3 separate regions of the Mus musculus genome follow, and all the other regions are linked to region 1. A link is a contact called in public HiChIP or PLAC-seq and promoter capture Hi-C data. All regions are on one chromosome and are shown on one strand. Each heading gives the region's core, a stretch centred on a gene start, on an enhancer-like site or on the middle of the called end of the contact. The rest is flanking DNA. Distances are from core to core; before and after follow the strand shown. Region 1 holds the start of Setd7 (SET domain containing (lysine methyltransferase) 7). Region 2 has its middle 25 kb from the start of Gm40047. Region 3 has its middle 21 kb from the start of Gm30074.

Region 1 (3,483 bases), core at 596-3,095:
CCCTCCCCATATGGCCTGAGTATCTAATGCCCAGAAGAGGAACCCATACTGCCAGAGTGGCCACCCTGGTGCACTTTGCAGGTGAAGGAGACTGGACCCTAAGCCTTCTAACTCCACATCCACAACCTTCCTCTTTCGAACGCAGTCAGAATGGAGCTAACATTTCTGATGGTATTTGGGGTTAGTGTCTCCATAATTTTTCTCTTAAGTGGTTTTCCCTTTGAGACAGTATTTCTCTATGTAGCCCTGGCTGACCAGGAACTCACTCTATACACCAAACAGGCTGGCCTTGAACTCGGAGATCTACCTGCCTCTGCCTCCCTAGTGCAGCGATTAATACCACCATGCCCTGTTTCTTTTACTTTTTTTTTTTTTCTGGCTGACATATATCAGCCAGTGGGGGTGCAGCTCATTTGGTGGAGAGCTTGCTTTTCTAGCATGGAAAAGTCTGGATTGTATCTCCAGTACTATAAATTCAGCATGCTGCCAAGGTTTGTAATTACGGGGCTGTGAAGATAGAGGCGGGATGATTAGCTCAAAATCGTCTTCCTGTATACAGTGAGTTAGAGGTGAGAGACCGGGCTACAGGAGATCCTGCCTTAAATAAAAAAGAAAAAGAAAATGAAAAAAAAAAGGCATTTAAGAAATTAAGGAGGGGGGGGACTCTCTCAGGCTTTGGAAGTGACTTGAAATCCTGCCTCATTTATTGTTCAGAAAACGAAAAGGAACAACTTTCTTTGGTTCCTGCCCCATCCTTCCCACCCGCCACGATGACTGTTCTTGGCAGAAGGCCAGACCAGCACCGGGTAATTCCACAGTACATTGGGTACATGCGCATGCATTTAACCCGCTATTTAAAGAGATCCTTTGCTGCCACCTGTAAGAGGACATAATGACACTCTTTAAGTGGCTGGGCTGGGAAGGGAGTTTTCTTCCCTCAAAGATGCCTGAGTCTGTGAAGTGGTTGGCACTTGGAGAAACTAAAGAAACATCTAGGGACATCACAAATACAGGACCGGAGGCGAGAGAAGGAGGAGCGCTAGACACAGGGTCCTGGCTCCGGCTCTCCGCTTGGTGGCTCCATCTTCAAGACAAGGAGAAGGAATCGGCCAAAGCTCGGGTGCGGCCTGATTACCAGCCTGCTGCCATTTGGGTTTGCTGAATTCCTGGATCTCTCTAGGGGCCTGGAGATGCGAAAGAAGATGGAGACTGGGGACTCCTGGGTAGGACGTTCAGTCGGGAGGAATCCAGGACGCAGGACGCCCCCTGGAGTCGAGGGAACTGGCTTGTGGAGGCAGCGCTGGGCAGTGGAAGGGGGACGGGGCACCTGCGCTCCTGGGCCCGCCGCACTTTGCAACTCTGGGCAGTAGCGAGCCGAGTGAAGTGGGGCTCGAGGGCAAGAGGAAGTAGAAGCTCAGGAACCAAAGGCTTCCTTAGTTCCGAGTGCGCTCCAGCTGTCCAGGAGTGAGATAGTGGTAGGAACACCCAGCATGACGCACTTCCAAGTCCCTGGTGGCACATCGTGGGGTATCAGGTGCTCTGAGCCCCTCACCCACCCCAGGCGGGTACCCTCGAGGCCCCCGGCGCTAGCGAACAGCCGGCGGCGACCTGGACCGCGTGGCTGGCGAACAGTGAACCAAGCCAAAAGGTAAACGCCGCCTGGTCTGCCCACTGCCTGGTCTTAAGAGGCGGCGCAGCTCCGGAGCACCTTGGGTTCTAAGGATCCTCACTTCTGGGAAAGGACAGGGAACTGTCAATCAACGAGGGAGGGAGCGCACCGGCGCCGGGTGATGTCAGCGGATCAGCTGCTCCATAACAAAGAGGGGGTATCACAGGAGAAAGTTGCAGTGGCGGCAGCACCCCAGAGCCTCCGGGACCGGGGACGAGAGGAGAGGGGGCGGCGGCTGCGGCTGCCGCGGCTGGCGGAGGAATTGAAAGGACTGTAGGGGGAGGCAGCGCGAGCCGCCCCGACTGCTCCTCCTCTTCCTCCCCCTCCTCCCCCTCCTCCAAACTCGCAGGGCTTAGCTCCAGCGCTCGCTCAGCCACCAGGAGCACCCAGAGGGACGGGAGCCGGCCGCACGGCCCCGGGCTGGGTAGGGTCTCAGCCGCCATGGATAGCGACGATGAGGTGGTGGAGGAAGCCGTGGAAGGTACAAGCTTTTCTCCAGGACTCTGGGGTGGGGACAGGCGCCTGGGGCGGAAAGCGCCAAAAGAGTGGCGGTCTGCGACGCGCGCCGGGCCGAGCCGAAGGCCGCCGCGGTCCCTAAGCGGATGGCGGGTCGCTCGGCTCAGGCGGGGGCTGCACTGCCTACGCCACGCCGCCGGGAGCGTGCGGGGCGCGGCGGGGCAGGGGCGGGGAATGGGGCCCCGCGGGGTCCGCCGCCCTGGGAAAGCTGGGCCCCTGCATCCCGCCTGGCCTCGGCAGCATCCTCCCTGGGAGTTGCGACGCTGCCTAGCACCTTGGCCTTAGTCCTTGCGGGGATGGAGGATGGGAGGGCAGTCCCTTGAGGCCCGCGATCTCCGCGGGGCAGCGTTGTTTCAGCCACCTCGACTTCCCCTCTCCGACCGCCTGCCCTTTTCCTGACTGAGTCGCTGCGTCCCATGGCCACCAGGGCCGGGTCTAGGTGGGTCTCCCATCGCAACGCACCCGGCCGCACACCAGGCACATGGCGGCCCTGGCCGCTCCTCCGGGGTAAAAAAAAAAAAAAAAAAAAAAAAAAAAAAAAAGATGAAATCATGGCTAGGTAGAGCACGCCGCTCCCCACCAGGCTACCCTGCCCCTGGGCGAACTCAGCCACCCGCCCTTCCCCCTCCCGGCTTCCCAGCGAGGTGCAGGCGCGCCGTGCGGACGCTCCAGCCGGGACCCAAATTGCTGGGTGACACTTAACTTTCTGAATTCCGAGCTGTCGGCTGCCGGTGATATCACCGCCTGGGTGTCAGGTTTCTCCGCCCCCTCTTGCGCACCCCTCCCCCGACTCCCGTCGCCACCGTGTTTTGCTGAGTTTCTCCGCCTCTTTTTTTTTTTTTTTTTTCTTTTTTGCCCCCCTACTTATAAAACGTCCGTGGCGACGTTATACAATCTCGTTGTTTGTGGCTTGAGAGGTTATGATTTTGTAACAACGAACACTGGAAAACACTCTTAAGCGTATTTATTATTTATCTTATTCTATCCCAGATAGTGTTCCCGTGATGTTTTTGCAAGATTGCGTAGTGTTGTTCCAGAATTTGTTAAACACAGCAACTGACTAATTTTAAGTCGGTGGTTGAATCTGGTTTTGATCTCATTTGTATAAACAGGTCTGACAAACGATAAAGAAAAAGTGGCTGTGCTTAACAAATGCATATGGATATGTACTTGTTAGTGCTACGTGGGGAGAAATCTCTTTGGTGTGTCCATAAATACAACTTTTGCAGACTGCTGAAGGCTTAGGGTGAGATGAAGCAGAATAATTTTTTGAATTTCCGGAAAGGCATCCATTCTAA
Region 2 (3,483 bases), core at 535-3,034, 990 kb before region 1:
CAATTCCATAGCTACCATTCAACCATTCAAGGAAGAAGAAGAAGGAGGAGGAGGAGGAGGAGGAGGAGGAGGAGGAGGGGAAGGAAGGAAGGAAGGAAGGAAGGAAGGAAGGAAGGAAGGAAGGAAGGAAGGAAGGAAGGGAGAGAGAGAGAGAGAGAGAGAGAGAGAGAGAGAAAGAAAGAAAGAAAGAAAGAAAGAAAGAAAGAAAGAAAGAAAGAAAGAAAGAAAGAAAGAGAGAAAGAAAGACAACACAACTCACAGACTTTGGCCACCTCATCTGTCAAAAAAAAAAAAAAAAAAAAAAAAAAAAGACTAAACCTAATCTTAATGGGGGGTCACTTTCCACTCCTTGTCCAAGTTATTTTGCAAGAAGCAGCGGTCATCAAGGTAGAGCGCAAGTGCCCTCCTGAATGTCTCTGGCTGGAGCAGCCTTTTCATGCTAATCTCCCCTACAAAAGGAATGTGCCATCCTTGGGATAAAGAGGTGGAGACCAGAGTCTCTTCAGGCTCTGTGAGCGTGACATTCAAGGACAGTCCAGAGTTCTGTAGCTCTTCTCACCTTCTGGCATTCTTACCATCAGGGACAGATGTTAAAAGCAATCCATCTGCATAAAAATCTCCATAAACAAGAGCCTGATTGCTTTGAGTCTGGGAAAAAGTTAGAATGTAGTTCAACATCAATCCAATCCTTCTGGTCAACCTTCTAAAAAGGAACATTACAATGAGTGGCCTGCATATTTGTATATAAATAATATCTGTGATGTTAGAATGTAAGATGCCTCCAGCATGGCTTCCTAATCTCCCACAAGGACACGTCTGTTGTGTGTGGCTCTTCTCTTAGCCTAACACCAAGCAGGGCACACAGTCCATGTGCGAGTGGAACTTTCTTTTCAGAATTCTGCCCAACTCAAACATCATATTATTGTATATAAATGTAATTCAAGATTATTTCTGTCTTTTTGTTTAAATATTGTATTGAGATTTTCAATCAAAAACATACATTTCTCATGTATAGCTATTGGCTTAAAAGTATACTGAAAGATACATTATTCTATGAAGTTGAATTTTATACAAATCTATTGAGAAAAAAATGTTTTCTACAGAGGTTTAACTCTCTTATTTGTTCAATAGGTTTATTACCTGTCTGCCCTCACTGTGGCCAGTTATAGCCTGACATTTGCCATATTGGAACAAAGTTTGAAGAGTAAGCCACCTGCAACTGACAGAGTTGCCATTTTGTACGTGGTCGAGGTTCAGCTAGTGATTAGTTTTACATGAAGTTTTCAGCTAGATTCCCATTTCAGTTATGACTCAGATCCCTGCTTCAAGGCTCACCTTGGTCCAAATTTAGCTTAACAAATTCTAATGAGGAAAAAGTGCACTGGAACACAGCCACGCCCACTGGAGAGAGGTAGGTAGCAAAGGAAAGAAGATGGTATCTGCTTTGGAAAGTGAGGAATTGCTTTTCTTCCCTCCACACTCTTTTTTGGGGAGCAGGGTTTAAAAGAGGGTTTGTAGCCCTGGCTATCCTGGAGCTCACTCTGTAGTCCAGGCTGGCCTTGCCTGCCTCTGCCTCCCAAGTGCTGGGATTAAAGGCATGCGGCACCACTGCCTGGCTCTTCCTCCACACTCTTCACAGCACATCAGATACCGTAGTGGTGCTCACAACTGAAGAATCTCAGACGTTGAGTGCAATGTTCCTGCAGCTCAGCTGACTGTCCCCAAACCACAGCTCTGCCTTCAGAGAAAGGGAGGCTGGGCTTTCCCGGAGACACATAGCTGTGGTTTCCTGAGTCACACCCCAGACGAGCTGGGTTTCCTGTAGATGTGCCCTGCTGCTGGTCTATGCAGTAGGCTTTCCATGTGGTGAATATAATCAAGAAAACAAAGATGGACAGGGGTATGTCGTGTAGGGGAAATGTCCTGCAGAGGAAGACACCAAGGCTTAGAGAGGAGGTTCAATACTTGCTGAAGGTCACAGCCAGAAAGTGGAAGAGGCAGGATTCTACTCTCACAGTCTAGTCTAAAGGGCAACCGCTGCCACCACATCACATCTGAGTGGGCCACACATTCCATCACTCTCATTAGAACCCTAACCAACCCACCCATAATGGAATGCCTTGGCCCCCCAGTTTACCAAATTTAAATAGGCTGTCTTTGCTTCCATCTTCAAATGGGCTCCCATACAAAACGTCTTCAGTTCTAGGTCAAGGTCTATCTTACTATCATGCCTCTCCTACACTTGGACTACCAGGAAGCCTCTGATTTCAGGGAGGTCAATGACCTTGCCAAAGTTGCTGAGTAGGCACTTTTTCCATTATGCTTTTGTTTTTCAGCCCCATTTCCACTGGCAGTGATGCCCTTGCTCTTGGATCTTTACATTCCTTTGGCAGCTTCATTGCTATATCTTCTGGCTCACTGCTGGCTTTCCTTAACCAGTTTTGAGGATCCCTGCAGATCTGCCCATTGAGTAAATGTGCTATTCCAGTGATTGCCAAATCTTTACCTCCCAACCAGTAACAGCCCATCATATACTGTCTACCATTAGCCCACCCTCACATCTAGGACATGGCTCCCTCAGACTCAGCCATACTGCCTTCTGCTTCATGTCTCCAAGTAACGCAGCCTTTCTGATCTGACTCTTACGTTGAGCAACTGCACTGCCATTATCCCCTCCTCTAGTGAACTGAATCCTTCTCCTTTTCCCTCTGCTCATCTTCAGATCTTCATGTAGACATCACTTCCAGGAAGTGGGGGTCCCTTTGCTTACTATCAGATCTGGGTACATTTCCACACCTCTCTTGCTATTGCAATGTTTCTTTTCTCTGTATCCTTGAGATTTGAAGCTTAAACTCCCACTAATTAGTATAATCAGTCCTAATCCCAGTCAATGAAGATATTCAATAAATATTGGGCATGTAGAAAAGGAATGGATTGAGGGAGGGAGGGATACCTGGAGGGAGAGATTGAGGGATGGAGGGAGGGATGAATGGATGGAGGGATGGGAATGGCAGCATAATTTATTTAACCTAGTCTCAGGATGCTCTTCAATGACATAAGTCAAAAACTGAGCAGTTAGCATCAAGAGATACCACATGCATCCTAAAGCCCTGCTTTCAACTCAACCATGTCTGTCCACTGCAGGAGTTTCTACTCTTCAGCACAGAAACTTTACCCTATCCTTTATCCTCCACACATAGCTTCATTTCTAGCTTAATCCTCCTCACTTGCCATGGACAGACTGCCTTAAAGGATCTCATCTCACAGTTGTGGAATCTGGAGACCAAGCTATATGCAGAGTCAGTGTGTCCCAAGGCCTCCCTTTGTGGCTTACAGCTACCTACTCTCTTAGTTAGGGTTTTATTGCTGTGAGGAGACACCATGACCAAGGCAACTCTTATAATGTCAAACATTTAATTGAAGCTGGCTTACAGTTTCATAGGTTTAGTCCATTATCATCATGGTGGGAAGCATGGCAGTGTG
Region 3 (3,483 bases), core at 446-2,945, 600 kb before region 1:
TCACCTGAGAGAATTAAAGTCTCTCTCTCCCCTCCCCTTCCTTGTGTCCCTCCTAAGCCCTGGAGCTCACTGGTCAGCTCTCTGTTTCACCTATAGTTATGACATCTGCTCGCCCACCAGTCCCTCATGGACCTCTCCTTCTGCTCCTGCCCTCTGCAACAGAGACCCCTGCTTGTCTGCTGTGTTCAGCGGTGGCTGGAGCATCCTCTCTTTAGAAGATCTTCTCATTTTCCCTTCGTAATACTTAGTAAGTTAAAAGGTGAGCAACATGACCCTTGGCATCCTGTCTCTGCTTTAGGAGTGTCTAGGAGTCTTCAGGAAGGAAAACAGCACTGGATTCTTCCTAAGACTATATCATCATTTCACAGGGAAGGACAAGACAGGCTGAGCCACGAGATTTGGAATAATCTTAATGCTTTCAGCCCCCAAAACTGCCTAGAACCCTTTACTTCCGTCTCCCATTTACTGATGATGATAATGATGATAGGATTTTTTTCCTAATTTCCTCTTTAGATAGCTAATCGCTTGTCTCTAGAAGTGTAACTAATTTCACACATCGATTTGCTATCCTACAGTTTTAACTTTACCTTGGACAGGTTCACACTTGGGAAGGCCTCCAGGAGGAGCCGTGTTCGCTCAGGTCATCTGTGGACAGAGCCAGTCTGCTGCTTCCTTTCTGGTTTGGAATCTGCTTATTTCTTTCCTAACCTCTGTCCTTACGGCCTCACGATCTCTCTCCTCTCACTCCATGAAGCCCACTGCCACACTAGCTTCCCTCTTTTACTGTAACTAAGCTCAGACGGCTGCTCTTTGCCGGTGTTCTAGCACCCCCGAATAAGCAAAGTAGGATACACACAGATCCAGCTAAAACTACTCTGAGCTCAAGAGAGACATCCAGAGACATGACCCCATGGAGCCTCTTGAGAATTATGGATGAGGTCCAAGGAGAAATAAATGTGTGTGTAGACCTTGAAGTGTGTACCTGCTCCATCTGCCAGCTCTCCTTTCCTTGGCACACCTGGAACATTTTCCTCACGCTGCAGACTGGTGTGCTCAGTCTGTCGGCCCACATGGCAGAGAAGATTCTGGAGAACGTGGTAATTCAAGCTCGGCTACCACCCAGAGCGTAACTAGCTGGCCCAACTGTCTGTGGGTTTCTAATCAAAATGATGAGAGAGAGAGAGAGAGAGAGAGAGAGAGAGAGAGAGAGAGAGACAGACAGAGAGAGAGAGAGAGAGGAGAGAAGAGAGAGAGGAGAGATTCACTTTTCGGATTAGCTTCATTTAGTAGGCCACCCTTAGATCTGGGTCAGGGGACAGAGTCTTAGATGACTGGCGTTACTATAGCCATTTATTAATTCACTCACACATCCATTCATTCATTGGAATAGTTTGAGCATCCAGGTCATACAAAAAGCATTGTGCCTAACAGTAGAACACGACCAAGACAGATATTTTCGGTGCCTCCTCTGAACTTGTATTCCAATTGGGTAGACAGACACCAAAGGAGGTAGTCCGTGAATTATGGAGTGGAGGATGCCATGTGGTGGCCATGAAAGTGCACTGTGTGAATCAGCGGCAGGGTGTCTAACAGACTGGTGGCCCAGCTGGTCCCTGGATTTACTATGCTCCTGTAGGAGTCTGCCCATCCCCAGGGTGTAGACACACCCAGTGGTGACCCTGCTGAATCATGCTCTGGTAGACACCCTCTCTTGAGGGCAGCCAGAACTTGTGACTTGCTTCTAGCCAATAGAACACAGGCAAGGTGAAGGGATGTTGCAGATATAATTAACTTCCCAAACCAGTTGACTCTGAGTTAATCAACAGGAAGATTATCTTGCCTAGGCCTGACTTCATTAACCGAAAATCTTCCAGAGACCAGTCCAGCTGCTCCCTGAGGTCAGAAAGCTCCCCAGTTGGCCCTGAGGAAGGCAGCTGCTAAGCTGGAAGTGGGTCTGGGGGAAGTCCATGTGGAGGGGACCGAGGAGCCTCTGGGGGCTGAGAACAACCCCTGAACAACAGCCAACCAAAGTATAGGGACCTTAGTCCTATAGCCTCAAGGAACTGAATTCATCAGCCGTCATACAGGTCTGGAAGATTTCAAGCTCCAGGAAGGAATGTAGTTGGGTGACATGCAAATTACAGCTTTCTGAGGCTCTCAGGAGAGGATCCAGCTACACTGTGCCCTTACTCCTGGCCCACAGAGGCTGAGATCATGAATGGGTACAATTTAAAGCCAAGCCTGAGACAATTTATAATGCAACCATAGAACATCCACATATCTACTGGTGGCCAGCTCTTTCCCCATGAAGCCTTCTTCCCAAGAGCCACAAACATCCCTATCAGACCGACCCCACCTCCACACTCTGGTTGCCAGGCTCAAAACTAATGATGCCTGTTAACAAAATCTGAATGATATATATTGTCTTGAAAAAAAGGAAGGCAGATATGATACACTGAACATCTATCAAGTCCAAAAGTTAGCTCTAAACTAACTACCAGCAGATGCTAGGAGAGATCCCCAGGATTAGATGGTGAAAGAGATTGACCAATCAAATTAAGTGGAGGACAGGATAAACAAGAATTTCTTACCTTATGAGACTTTTCTTCCTATTCAGTGCTCTAGCAAGGGCCTCAGGGCACAGAATCGGTCGTAGGAGCCTAGAGAAAGTGCCAGGTAATGTTAAGGAAAGGGCAAATTCTCACAATTTTTTCGTGGCGATGGTAGAGGACAGAGGCTGAGAGACCTGGTTATATAATAAAGTCACTGACCAATACATTTGTCTGGAAATACTACCAGGGAATCATATCAGGTATGAGGGGCCCAAAGAACCTCACGCTGCTTCTCAAAATTAGCCTAGCTTTGGTCATGCAATTTGTCAATGACAAAGCATATGCCGATCCCTAATATGGCACATTTTATCAGTGGCAATAGCTGGCTAGTTGGTGACACCGGAACTTCCCTATTCTGGAATAGTCAGCTGTTTGCCATCCCTAACATGAGGTCTCTTCTGTAGTTGGACTCAATATTCTTCACAGAGAGCCTTAGTTGGCACAAACTGATGGCTTACTCAGACATAACATCTCAAACCACAGGTCAGTGGTCCAGTCCCAGAACAACAGGTAGAGTATGTATCTGTGACCAAGAGGTGGAGTATGAGGTTTGTGGCCATCATAGTTACGCAGTATATCATGGAGTCTCATTGAGTGCCAGAGCAGTCAGCTCTCTAATTTCACAGCATAGACACCAGCTCAGACAACACTGAAAAATGTCAGAAGACACCATCTTAATGCGTGTGTCCTGGTCCTGTGGCTTAAGCAATCTTTCCAGCCCCTCCTCCATGATGTTCTCCTTAGAAAGAAGAGGATGTGGACTGAAGGTAAGAAAGAAGTAGGAGAAATAGGAAGGAATTTAGGAGATACAGTGAGGAGAAAGGGGAATAAATATAAAAAAAATGCATTTCATAAATTCTCAGAAAAATCA

Evidence for each region. Promoter capture Hi-C pulls out the DNA fragments that hold promoters and counts their contacts. HiChIP or PLAC-seq counts read pairs in DNA pulled down with a chosen protein or histone mark.
Region 2: a contact with region 1 is called in an H3K27ac HiChIP or PLAC-seq map of regulatory T cell precursor, with 7 times the contacts expected there. The contact joins the enhancer-like site here to the promoter of Setd7 in region 1. A contact is called at or near these places in 2 of 39 promoter capture datasets (hippocampal neurons and liver), 3 of 115 datasets of contacts at active chromatin or transcription factors (double positive thymocytes, regulatory T cell precursor and stem cell-derived neural progenitor cells) and 1 of 9 other capture datasets (liver).
Region 3: a contact with region 1 is called in a promoter capture Hi-C map of the SN4741 cell line, with 4 times the contacts expected there. The contact joins the enhancer-like site here to the promoter of Setd7 in region 1. A contact is called at or near these places in 8 of 39 promoter capture datasets (the 3T3-L1 cell line, 3T3-L1-derived adipocytes, the SN4741 cell line and 4 more), 1 of 484 Hi-C or Micro-C datasets (bone marrow-derived macrophages), 8 of 115 datasets of contacts at active chromatin or transcription factors (bone marrow-derived macrophages, embryonic basal ganglia, embryonic forebrain and 4 more) and 1 of 9 other capture datasets (liver).

Annotation. Positions count from the first base shown.
Region 1 is chr3:51,559,185-51,562,667 of GRCm38.p6, reverse strand. It overlaps Setd7 (SET domain containing (lysine methyltransferase) 7), which reads left to right and starts at 1,845. Exons shown (of 8, transcript NM_080793.5): 1 at 1,845-2,150. The coding sequence starts at 2,111. 5031434O11Rik (RIKEN cDNA 5031434O11 gene) reads right to left here and starts at 2,683. Exons shown (of 5, transcript NR_160686.1): 1 at 2,460-2,683; 2 at 1,779-1,919.
Region 2 is chr3:52,553,517-52,556,999 of GRCm38.p6, reverse strand. No RefSeq gene overlaps it. Among named protein-coding and RNA genes, the nearest start is that of Gm40047, 25 kb to the left of the region's middle. Within about 2 kb of position 1,784, at least 115 of the 459 cell types and tissues checked have an H3K27ac peak or open chromatin away from gene starts, as enhancers often do. A contact at or near this core is called in regulatory T cell precursor, where this site is marked.
Region 3 is chr3:52,157,298-52,160,780 of GRCm38.p6, reverse strand. No RefSeq gene overlaps it. Among named protein-coding and RNA genes, the nearest start is that of Gm30074, 21 kb to the left of the region's middle. Within about 2 kb of position 1,695, at least 18 of the 459 cell types and tissues checked have an H3K27ac peak or open chromatin away from gene starts, as enhancers often do. A contact at or near this core is called in the SN4741 cell line, where this site is marked.